Linked DNA regions of Zea mays: region 2 is linked to region 1. The links are chromatin contacts, called in public Hi-C maps. All regions are on one chromosome and are shown on one strand. Each heading gives the region's core, a stretch centred on a gene start, on an enhancer-like site or on the middle of the called end of the contact. The rest is flanking DNA. Distances are from core to core; before and after follow the strand shown. Region 1 holds the start of LOC103638194 (protein MEI2-like 2). Region 2 holds the start of LOC100283057.

What was found. Hi-C and Micro-C count contacts between places; a contact is called where the count stands out from the background.
Region 2: a Hi-C map of ear shows a contact between it and region 1, with 3 times the contacts expected there. The contact joins the promoter of LOC100283057 here to the promoter of LOC103638194 in region 1. A contact is called at or near these places in 3 of 25 Hi-C or Micro-C datasets (ear, leaf mesophyll and tassel) and 2 of 3 datasets of contacts at active chromatin or transcription factors (leaf and seedling).

The regions. Positions count from the first base shown.
Region 1 is chr9:30,610,392-30,616,646 of Zm-B73-REFERENCE-NAM-5.0, forward strand. It overlaps LOC103638194 (protein MEI2-like 2), which reads left to right and starts at 3,079. Exons shown (of 13, transcript XM_008661186.3): 1 at 3,079-3,389; 2 at 3,981-4,042; 3 at 4,112-4,267; 4 at 4,791-5,257; 5 at 5,376-5,534; 6 at 5,616-5,732; 7 at 5,828-5,979. The coding sequence starts at 4,009. It overlaps LOC100192757, which reads left to right. Exons shown (of 8, transcript NM_001137955.3): 4 at 1-3; 5 at 69-244; 6 at 321-390; 7 at 472-626; 8 at 729-1,247. The coding sequence ends at 1,016. It also overlaps the pseudogene LOC103639860.
Region 2 is chr9:30,850,875-30,857,129 of Zm-B73-REFERENCE-NAM-5.0, forward strand. It overlaps LOC100283057, which reads right to left and starts at 2,722. Exons shown (of 5, transcript NM_001371897.1): 1 at 2,526-2,722; 2 at 2,207-2,448; 3 at 1,933-2,119; 4 at 1,709-1,864; 5 at 1,447-1,634. The coding sequence starts at 2,639. The coding sequence ends at 1,581. LOC100383571 reads left to right here. Exons shown (of 6, transcript NM_001176219.1): 4 at 1-325; 5 at 397-487; 6 at 807-1,268. The coding sequence ends at 1,066.

The DNA of each region.
Region 1 (6,255 bases), core at 1,829-4,328:
TTGGTAATAATAAATTGTTTTGTCACACCGAGAACCCATACTTACCTAAACTGTGTGTGTGTGTGCAGGTGCCAATGGCTTGGCTTCGCCGAGGGATTTCCTTTCCCCGACAGCATGGTTTGAGCAGGAGCACCACCCTGGATACACAATAGTGCACAAGTATGGTGGCGAGCTGTTCAGCGCCACGCAGGATTTCTCTCCATTCAACGTGGTCGCGTGGCATGGGAATTATGTCCCTTACAAGGTGTGTTGTATGCCATTGTACACCTGTCTGCCATTGAGATGTGTGTCGCTGTTCACTCCACCCCCTTCTCTTTCAGTATGATCTGAGTAAGTTCTGTCCATTCAACACCGTCCTCTTGGATCATGGCGACCCGTCAGTGAACACAGGTGGGTGTCAGGATTGGGTTTTCTGTTCATTCCGCTGCTGCATCTTGAGGACTAATTAACCCAACAAATATTGATTCGCAGTTCTAACTGCGCCAACTGATAAGCCTGGCGTCGCGTTGCTTGATTTTGTAATATTCCCACCCAGATGGCTGGTTGCTGAGAATACATTCCGCCCACCCTACTACCACCGCAACTGCATGAGCGAATTCATGGGCCTCATCTATGGGATGTACGAGGTATCTATCTATCTATCTATCTATCTATCTATCTTATCTATCTATCTCTCTGGCAGTGGCAGCAGTCATGTGAAGAGATGTAAAGACGATGCACATCTGCAGGCTAAGGCCGATGGTTTTCTTCCTGGTGGCGCCAGCCTTCACAGCTGCATGACACCGCATGGGCCAGACACCAAGACGTACGAGGCAACGATCAGCCGTGCTGCTGCCAACGAGCCATCCAGGCTCAGTGGTACGTTGGCGTTCATGTTTGAGTCTTGGCTTATCCCTCGCGTGTGCCCATGGGCTCTGGATTCCCCGTGTCGGGACCTCGACTACTACCAGTGCTGGATCGGATTGAAGTCACACTTTTCACCTCCTGCTGCTGCTGTTGATGATGAGAACGAGTAGCTGCTTACAGCAGCAGTCTTGGAACGGACAGGCAGCGAACTGAAACTGGGGTGGATATGCTGTACGTCGTGTCCTGCTTGCTGTCGGTTTCTGAAGCTTTTAGCTGGCAGGGACAGGCGGCTGTTGGCTTTGCTGATTGCCCAACCCTCTCCTGTAATATTAATCCTACCAGAGAAACTTAAACTTGACTCAACCGATATGCTATTAAATAAATAAAGCAAGCAAGTTAGGATACGAGTTACCAGAGTTGTCACGGTTCCAGCAACCCGTAGCCAGTGCTGTCACGTATCAGTGAGTACGTGATTGCGACAAAAACACACACACATGTTAATATGTATTTTTGTTAGTCACAATAATCGTGTGTTGTTATTAATCACCAGAACTGTAGAGGACCTAGATGGTTTCATACGCATCACACTCAACTTGTTAGTCACAATATTTGACACAATGACGACTATAAAGGACCTAGATGATTTCATTACAACTCATCCTTTCTTGCTCTCTTTTTCCATTCTAAATGCTGAATTAGGAAGAGCCTTTGTCTAATGAGAAATTTAAAATTTGTTAGTCGATATAATTAGTAGCCTCATTAATATATCGAGAGTAGCTTATGTGTATCAATCATTCTCATTACCCGAGAAATTTGGAATTTTGCCATTATGAAAACTGGACTTCGCTGGATTGCCATTAAATTTGTGGGTTTCGTTCAAGTGCCATTATCAACTAAGACACATACGCTGAAATGCCTTTTGGCTATTTAACAAAAAGAAAAACCAATTTAATTGGGTTAGAGAGGGCGCACGGACTCATTTGCCCTTCTCTTCTTCGTTTCGTCGCTCCGCTCAGCCATCCGGTACTTGACCGGCGTGGAGGGGCGCAGGAGTGCCATAGCGCGGCGCCGGATCTAGGCGAGCTTATTGAGGAGCGTGGTGGCCATGGTGGAGAGCTGGTCGAACTCGCGGTTGGCGGCGGCAATCCGGTACTTGGCCGGCGCGGAGCCCGTGAGCGTGGCATCGCACCCGATCCCAGCCTGACCCGTGAATGGCAGCAGCGCGCGCCGCCACATAGCCGCGCATGAGGCGCAGCGCGAGCACGGACGTCGCGCCGTACAGGATGCTGCACGCCTCCAGCGGGTCCCGCGCGGCCGGGTCCCCGCCCTCGCCCTTGCGCCGCGCCATCCCCGCCGCGACGTCATGCGCCGAGGCCCTGCTCGCGGCCGCCAGGTCCGCCGCCATCAGAAGGTGGCCATGCCGGCCATGCCGGTCCGCGGAGGCGGCGCCCGGCACGGACCCCAGTTGCAACGCGCAGAAGGCCACGTCCACGAAGTCGCGGATCGTGTCGCACGAGCCGGGCAAGTACCAGATGGCTGAGCGGAGCGGCGAAGCAGAGAAACGGAGAAGAGAAGGGCAAATGAGTCCGTGCGCCCTCTCTGACCCAATTAAATTGGTTTTTCTTTTTATTAAATAGCCATAAGGCATTTCAGCGTATGTGCCTTGGTTGATAATGGCACTTGAACGAAACCCACAAATTTAATGGCAATCCAGCGAAGTCCAGTTTTCATAATGGCAAAATTCCAAATTTCTCCTCATTACCCTTAGGTAGGTCAAGAGAGAGTTTTTTTTACTCTTGGTGAAATGCATCACTTAGATAGTTTGGCGACATATAAATTAATTTATTTATGAGAAATGCATATGGATAGGGGAGAGTAGGGTAGCATTCCTAGAGTTGGGGAGATTAGAATGTTGTGACGTCGGCGTCACTGACAGGTGGGACCTACTTGGGTTTGTCTGGGCCCGCCACTTGCATGCTCATGGAGCAGCGGAGGAGTGGAAGGCGCACGTGACGTGAGGATGAGAGGAGCGCGGGCGGTCCAGTACAGGGCCAGGCTCACACCAATCATCGCACCTGTCATGTCGCAATCCACCAATGGATTTCTTTCTCTCCTTTTTCTTTCTTATTTTATTTGTTCTACTCATCATCAGAGTATATTATTACTTATTATTCTGCCTGCCGTATATAGTATATATAATTAATACGTATATTAAACGAGAAAAAACAGTTTTTGTACGTGTAGCGGCTGCCGTGGAGGGAGGGAGAGCAGCATCCTCCTCCGCTTTCTTCCTTCTTTCTCCTTGTGTGTTGTGTTGGGGTGTCTCTCCCCTTTATAAAACCCAACTACGACTAGGGAAACGAAAGGAAAGGAAAGGAAAGGAATGCAAGGAAGGAGAGACACAATCGGCGGCAACAGCGATTGATTTCGTCCGCCGCACCTCTCCTCTCTCTCCGCCGCCGTCGCCGCCGCCAACAAGGGCGAAACCTTCCGATTTCTTCCACTTCTGCTGTTAGGGTTCCGCCTCCACCTGCTCTGCTCTGGTGAGTTGTTATCTTCCCTCCGTTTCTCTTTCTTCTCTTTTTCCCCCCTTTCTGGTGATGATGCATGCACACATGATGAGATTGCTCTGCCGATTGTCAGTCCTCTCTCCCTCAGCCGCAACCGCAACCCCGCCAAGGGACAACGCAAATCCTTCCTCTTATCAGCTTCAGTCACTACTACACCTACCTGTACCACACTGTTCGTCCTCCTCGGTTCTTTTGCTCCTAATCCTTGCCACTACCCGATCTATCCCTTCACTTCCGCCGCGCACCTGCATGTGCCTTTGTGTTTATGTCTAGATTCATCGCACCGGACCCATCTTGTGCGATTGGATTCGATTGCTTCCGTATTCCTCATCGCTATTTCTGGGTCAAACTCCTTGTTGCGTCTATCCAAATCCTTTCTTGCATGTTTGACTATCCCTCCCGTGCCAAACCCAAACAAAATAATAATAATAAAACCCCTTTCGCCCCCCATTCACCTTAGTTCAAACTTCGTCTCAATACCCTTCTATCAGATTCTTGTGCGCACGACCCAACCCAAATGAGTAAATGACAGACGACGACATATGCTCAACCCTTTCTGTGCAGGTATCTTCTGCGCAATGCCAATGCTGTAATGGATCGATCGTCAGATTCTTCCAATCCACCAGGTTCATGTTCCACGACAATCACGCTGTATTTCTCAATGCGGTTGCTCTAACTTTGTAACATTGTACCAGGTCTTGCCGTGCCTGCCGCCTCAAAGCCACCACAGATGGCCGCAAATAACAACCCTTGGAGGGCCCCTCTGCCACCGCTGCTCAATGCTCGCGCTGGTTTTGGTGGCGATACAAGCCTCTTCTCAACCTCGCTGCCGGTTCTTCCTCATGAAAAGTGTATGTGTTCTGCTTTTCATCGTCATAAATTAATAATGCACTTGAGCCATACCAAGTTTCTAGCCAAATGCTCATGTGCGGAGAGCGCGACAACTTTACTGCCCTATCGAGTATCTTTGCTCATGGATGAACACGATTTTCTGCCTATGAGAAATTGACCAGTGGATGCCTATTGAGTATATTTGCTCATGGGTCAACATGATTTTCTGCCTATGGGAAATTGACCAGTGGATGCCTATTGAGTATCTTTGCACATGGGTAAACATGATTTTCTGGCTATTGGAAATTGACCGATGGGTGCCAGGGAGTGGTAAATTAAATGTGCGAGAGGGAGCAGATGATCTTAGGGCGATTAATTCCTATATAATAAATTGTTCTGTAGTCACGCCCCCGTTTCTTTTTCCTTTCGATTTATTGCAAATTCGATGCATCAGAAGTCTCACAAATCTACCATTTTGAATATTAGTACATGTTGACAATGTTTTTTTATATTTCTGATGACATCTCCAGCCATTTCTTTCAGTGATCTTTGCTGATTCTTCTCATGGTACCCCACCAATGGATGACACTTTGACCAAAATGAAAGTCCTGGCTAATGATCCTGATGAGAAGGACTACAAATTTGATTTTGATCTTCGGCAGATAGATGACTTGTTGCCAGATGAAGATGAGTTTTTCGCGGGGATCACTGATGAGACTGAGCCCGTTGCGCAGACAAATACCACGGAGGAATTGGAGGAGTTTGATGTGTTTGGCAATGGAGGGGGCATGGAGCTGGACATTGACCCTGTGGAGAGCATCACAGTTGGTTTTGCAAATTCAAGTATTGTCGACGGGGCTAGATGCAATAGCATCAACCCTTTTGGTGTCCCAAGCACTGTAGGAACTGTGGCTGGGGAGCACCCGTTTGGAGAGCACCCTTCGAGGACCTTGTTTGTAAGGAACATCAATAGCAATGTCGAGGACTCTGAACTGCGATCTTTGTTTGAGGTATCAACTGCAGTGATTGTAAATATCTTCATAACATTTATGATTATGATTTTGACCCCTTCATGTATTTCTCTGTTACTGAAAAGTTGAATCTCGTTGTGGTCTATTGTTATTTCAGCAATATGGGGACATCCGGACCCTTTACACTGCAACAAAGCACAGGGGCTTTGTAATGATATCTTATTTTGATATCAGAGCTGCACGGAATGCAATGCGCGCATTGCAGAACAAACCTCTGAGGAGGAGAAAGCTGGACATTCATTTTTCCATCCCAAAGGTTGTTTGTTGTTTCGGTTTTATTTATCAGACACACCAACAAAATTACTTCTTGGAATGATCGTTGTGTTTGATTTTGCAGGAGAATCCATCTGACAAAGATTTGAACCAGGGAACTCTTGTTATTTTTAACTTGGATCCGTCGGTTTCTAATGAAGAGGTTCGCCAGATTTTTGGGGCATATGGTGAAGTAAAGGAGGTTAGCATGCAAAGTATTGTCTCCCTTCATTCTGCTTTTGATGCTCCTTCCCTATTCATGCTGACGGTGCTTTGTCTTCTACTTTTCATCTGCAGATAAGAGAGACACCAAACAAGAAACACCATAAGTTTATTGAGTTCTATGATGTAAGAGCAGCAGAGGCTGCTCTTCGGTCACTGAATAAAAGTGAGATAGCTGGAAAACGAATCAAGTTGGAACCAAGTCGTCCTGGTGGAACACGCAGAAAGTATGACTCTGATTTAGTTTTCAAGGCTATTTGCTTGTTACAGTTTCTCACCAATATTCTGTATATATATATATATATATATATATATATATATATATATATATATATATATATATATATATTGCTGGAGCTGTCATTTTGCTGTGGTTCTGGGTGCCACATTCTTATGATTCTGATAAGCTTGCAAGTTAGATGTATAGTGCAGTGCCGGCTAACTTTATTTTGAATAATTCACTTGCAATTTAAATTGTCCGTTTCTTTACTCCTTCCTGAGTC
Region 2 (6,255 bases), core at 1,472-3,971, 240 kb after region 1:
CCCTGAAATGGAACCACCAAATAGTGGAACCTTGTGCTCTGCAGCCTCCCCGACTCCCCATCCCCAGCACTTGTTCAACGGTGTGGTAGCTTCAGATGTCTTCAATGGAATCCAAGGATGGCCAGCGGAACCTTTGACGGATCCACACCAAGGGAATGCACCAAGAAGGATCCGCCTTGCGCACTCTATTCAGAGGGCATCAGTCACTGAGCCTGTACTAACTTCTGATGTGGAGGATGAAGATGAACCGGGAATATGTTATAGCGCAGACAGTTCATCCGCCAGCAATACCGAGGATTATGCCAATGTGTTCTCCCAAACTATGGTTCGACTCTACCTTCTCATAACTCCATTTGCTGACGCTAGTACTAACTGGATTAATATGGTCTTGACCAGGCTGGAGAAACAATGCGTATTCAACGTGGAGGGGTGATATCTACTCAAGTAGTTTCGTCAACAGAAAAGCTACAAGATTTCACATTTGATGGTAGTATATTGCAATTTCCGTTTAAATGGCTCTACTGCTCTCTGAAGTTAGTATATAATATTAGTTATAAAAAAAATACTTATGGTTAAGGTAGCAAGAAAAAAATGTTTCAGCAAATTGCAAAAGCTGTAGCTCCTATCATTGGATTATTACATAACTTTGGCATTGGGGTCACTTGTGTTATGTGACGTTTCAGTTGGATTGTAGAGTTAAAAGTTAGCTTTTATGCTGTAAAACCGGACCTTATTATCCATATAATATATGTTGGACCGATGCATGGCTGCTCTGTATCTGAGGTTTTGGTACTTTTGTTGTGCAGAAGGTACACTGCTACATGGTGAGCTGCATCATGGAGGCAATCTCAGGCAGCGGCGCACGGAGGAGACGAGGCAGGATGTTCGTGATGGCATGCAGCACAGCGTCCATGTGACTAGAGTGGCAGTGCCATCCTTGAGAAGGAAAGGAGAGGCTGCACAGATTGGTTCAGTGGTGCGGTTGCTCCTTTTGGTTCTCCTCCTCGTCGTCATCTTTGTATTTGTAGGATTATGGAAATGTAGCTCGTTCAGATTGTTGCATTAGCAGCTACTATTTGTGATTCAGGGGTATCAGTGCATTAGTAGCTAGTTTGCCTGGTTGTCTGATCTCGTGAAGGAGCAGGGGAAAGTTTATGCAGGATTCACAATGCTCCTCTTGTCTGGCTTGACATAGAAATCTAAAAGTTGTGACTTGTGAGGCAACCTGTTGCCTTGTTCATATAATAATAGAATGAAACTTGTGTTGCAAGGTGTGAGTGTTCCACATATTTATTCAGTTATTATCATGTCATATTGTCATGTTCATACCCCATGGAAATCTCTGCTGCTGCTACATCATGTCATGCTTGCTTGTTCGCAGCTCAGGAGGCCCGCAAATCAACACCAGCAAGCTCATCCATCATCAGTAGAAAATCAACACAAAAATAGCAGAACCAAATATTCATTCCCAGCAGTCATCTTTCGTCTTACTATTATTATTATTAGTACAATAGGATAGGAGTACACGGTACTATGAAGTAGTGACCACAACAACATATGTCATCCAATTCATTCAGCAGCTACCGCTTCTTCCTCTTCTTCTCGTCTTGGGATTTCTCCTGTGCATTCTTCATCTGCAAAATCAACCAAGGAATCAACCATACCAATCATTTCCTGAGACAGCATGCCCACTCACTCACTCACTCACCATGATGACAAGGATTCGAACAAGAACCGCAACAAAGTCGGTGAAGAGAGTCAGCGCGTGCTTGATGTAGTCCATGTCCCCACGGTGCGCCCTCTCGATGATCTCCTGGGTGTCAAACACCATATATCCCAGGAAAACCAGGAGGCCAAAGTAGAGCTGCAGCTAGTAGTCGGTCAGCTTGGTTGCATGCTTTCTTATTACAGCTTCAGATTTGTTCCCATCACCTCAAACATGAAGGTCGCGCTGGTGTGGCCAAAGATTGAAGTAGCAAACTGCAGCCAGAGAAGAATGGAGAGGCCAGATGAAAGCAGACCGCCGAGGTACAGGTATTCCCTGCGCTTGGCGATGATGGCAGCGCCAGAGAAGCATGCAAAAGCAACTGCGGTCCCGACGAACGCAGTGACGAGAATCCTGGTACATGAGATGCAGTTTCATCAACAAAGCAGACCACAGCTCATCATTCTTGTGTAATGTAATGGATGAGTGACGACGATTGACCTCGAATCCAAGTCAATAACAAGGTCGACGAGCGGACCAACGGACGCGCCTTGAAGGAGCGCGGCAGACATGAGCAGCGCCAAGCGGTTCCTCTCCTGGTCCCGTGAAGCGGGCAGGGAGATGAGGAAGGCGATGGAGGCCACGCATCCCACGGTCGTGAGGGCGCCTCCGACGTTGAGGAGGATGTGGAGGTACGCGCCGAGTGCAGAGAAGGCCAGCGCGGAGCATAGGGTGAGGTACACCTGCAGTCGGGAACGGGATCAGCTAAAGCCAAGCGTGAGAAGAGAGCCGGGATTGGAGAAGGAGACGAGGGGCTTGCATGTTTGAGGTGGGACTGCACAGCGGGTGAGATGTGACCCAGACGCTTGAGCGATTCGAAGCCGCTGCCGCCCGCCCTCCTCCTCCGCTGCGATTGGCCGAACAGAGACTCCATCGCAGGCGCCACCGACTGATGCCGCAAACTGGAAAGCAAGCGGAAAGAAACCCTAATTTGGAGAATTGCTTGCTACTCAGTCGGGTCGGGAGGTGGACGAAGACGAGCACGACTATGGAAAAGTCGTTGGTCCTGGCCACCCGGCCCACTCTTTGCTTTCAGGCTTGGCCCAACATCACACTTTCCACTACGGCTTATTTGTATATTCATATATCAATACTAGGTGAGTGACCCTACGTTGCAACGGAAACATATAATACCGTAACAACTCATGTATAAATGTGTGTTATACTGTTATGAGAAAATATTTTGTAATTAATTTGTGATCCTAGCCATACATAAATTTGTTATTTTAGTCTAGCTATTTTATCACTACATTGCAACAAACAAGACTTGTGAGTATGCGATGGCACACAAGTTATTCGATAAGTGCACATGAAACAAAACAATGCATATATTCTGCCATGGAGTAGACAAGAAGAAATGACATCTATTTTTGTGTATGCATTTCCTGCTTTCTTGGTGTTTTGCGCCCATTGCATCTGCCCTCCAGTGCTTCCCTGCAAAGGAGTTTTCAGCGATCAAGAGGATGTATATGTGATTCAAATAAGTTAGAAGAAATTTCTGAAACAAATCTGTCGGGGACCATAATTAGGGGTACCCTCAAGACGCCTAATTCTCAGCTGGTAACCCCCATCAGCATAAAGCTGCAAAGGCCTGATGGGCACGATTAAGTCAGGGATCAGTCCACACGAGTGACTCGATCACGCTTCACCCGAGCCTAGCCTCGGCCGAAGGCAGCCGACCTCGAGAGACTTCCGTCTCGCCCGAGGCCCCCTTTTTATGGCGGACACATCACCGGCTTGCCCAAGGCCTTGGCTTCGCTCAGAAGCAACCTTGACTAAATCACCACACCGACTGACCAAATTGCAGGGGCATTTAACGCAAAGGTGGCCTGACACCTCTATCCTGACACGCGCCCCCGGCAGAGCCGAGGTGACCGCCGTCACTCCACCGCTCCACTGGCCAGTCTGACAGAAGGACAGCGCCGCCTGCGCCACTCCGACTGCAGTGCCACTCGACAGAGTGAGTCTGACAGGCAATTAGGCCTTGCCAAAGGCGCCACGGCGAACTCCGCTCCGCCCGACCCCAGGGCTCGGACTCGGGCTAGGACCCGGAAGACGGCGAACTCTGCTCCGCCCGACCCCAGGGCTCGGACTCGGGCTAGGACCCGGAAGACGGCGAACTCCGCTCCGCCCGACCCCAGGGCTCGGACTCGGGCTAAGACCCGGAAGACGGCGAACTCCGCTCCGCCCGACCCCAGGGCTCGGACTCGGGCTAAGACCCGGAAGACGGCGAACTCCGCTCCGCCCGACCCCAGGGCTCGGACTCGGGCTAGGACCCGGAAGACGGCGAACTCCGCTCCGCCCGACCCCAGGGCTCGGACTCGGGCTAAGACCCGGAAGACGGCGAACTCCGCTCCGCCCGACCCCAGGGCTCGGACTCGGGCTAAGACCCGGAAGACGGCGAACTCCGCTCCGCCCGACCCCAGGGCTCGGACTCGGGCTAAGACCCGGAAGACGGCGAACTCCGCTCCGCCCGACCCCAGGGCTCGGACTCGGGCTAAGACCCGGAAGACGGCGAACTCCGCTCCGCCCGACCCCAGGGCTCGGACTCAGGCTAAGACCCGGAAGACGACGAAACTCCGCCTCGCCCGACCCCAGGGCTCGGACTCCGCCCTGGCCTCGACCGGACGACTTCCGCCTCGCCCGACCCCCTGGCTCGGGCTCGGCCACGGCAACTGAAGGCAAGACTCAACCTCGGCTTCAGAGGAAACCCCACGTCGCCCTGCCTAGAGCACAGACCGCCACGTCAACAGGAAACGTCATCATCACCCTACCCCGAATCGACTCGGGTCACGGAGAACAAGACCGGCGTCTCGTCCGGCCAGCTCCGCCAGAGGGGCAATGATGGCGCTCCACGAGCTCTATGACGACGGCGGCCCCCAGCTCTCTTACGGCAGCAGGACAACGTCAGCAGGGACTCGACCGCTCCAACAGCTGTCCCTCCATCAGGCTCCGCCGCACCACCGATAGCCACGACATCACGCCAGCAGGATGCCCAGATCTCTCCGGCTGCCACATCGGCATGTACCTAGGGCACTAGCTCTCCCTCCGCTAGACACGTAGCACTCTGCTACATCCCCATTGTACACCTGGGTCCTCTCCTTACGACTATAAAAGGAAGGACCAGGGCCTTCTCAGAGAAGGTTGGCCGCGCGGGACCGAGGACGGGACAGGCGCTCTCTTGGGGCCGCTCGCTTCCCTCACCCGCGTGGACGCTTGTAACCCCCCTACTGCAAGCGCACCTGACCTGGGCGCGGGACGAACACGAAGGCCGCGGGACTTCCACCTCTCTCACGCTCGGCTCCGGCCGCCTCGCCTCTCCCCCCTCCGCGCTCGCCCACGCGCTCGACCCATCTGGGCTGGGGCACGCAGCACACTCACTCGTCGGCTTAGGGACCCCCCTGTCTCGAAACGCCGACAGTTGGCGCGCCAGGTAGGGGCCTGCTGCGTGCTGACGAATAGCTCCCCGTCAAGCTCCAGATGGGCAGTCTCCAGCAACCTCTCCGGCCCGGGACGGTGCTTCGTTTCGGGGCTCTCGAGTTCATGTCCTTCGACGGCAGCAACGACATGATACTTCTTCCACCGCCGTGCGACCACGACAATGGCGGCCGACAACCCGCCCGCCGGCGGCGGAATCGACGACGTCTACCCCGCGTGGTGGAAAAGCAACATTCGGGCTCGCTCCGTTCTCTCCCCCGCCAACGGAGGAGGAGGCGGGGCCATCAAGGCCAGACGGGAGGCCGCGCTTCGCCGGCCGTCGAGCGAATCGACGCCCCCGACGCCCCGACGGAAGGCACGCCGGACATCGACCTCGCGTTCAAGACGGAGGCAAGCGTCGTCCCCCCGCGGCACGACGACCCCGAGCAAGAAGACGACGCCGGCGCGCTCGCGGAAAGCCTGCAGGACGTCGCCCTCGAACCAGAGATGACGGCGCAACCAGTCCCCGATGTGACTACGTCGCTCCTCGTCGACCAAAAGGTAACGACTAACTCCCATCTTGCGTCATTTCGACTCGGCCTCCACCCGCCAAACGACCTCGATTTGGCGGGCGCTCTCATTGAGGCGAGTGCAACCCCACTGAGGTTCTGTATGCGATCGCCTTGGGACCGACTGACGGACGTCTCGACCTACGGGCCCTCTGGGTCCGAGGAAGATGACGATCCCAGCATCGGTTGGGATTTCTCCGGACTTGGCAACCCCAGTGCCGTGCGGGACTTCATGGCCGCATGTGACTACTGTCTGTCCGACTGTTCCGATGCAAGCCGCAGCCTTGGCGACGAGAGCTGCGGCCCAAGCCACGAATGTTTCCACATCGAGCTAGGGAATCCCACCGAAGGCAACCATCTTGGCATGCCGGAGGATGGTGATCTCCCTAGGCCGGTGCCTCGCGCCGACATCCCACGGGAGCTAGCTGTGGTCCCCGCTCCGGCGGGGGGTTACGACCCACAACTCGAGCAAGTCCGCGAGGCGCAGGCCAGGCTCAACGAGGG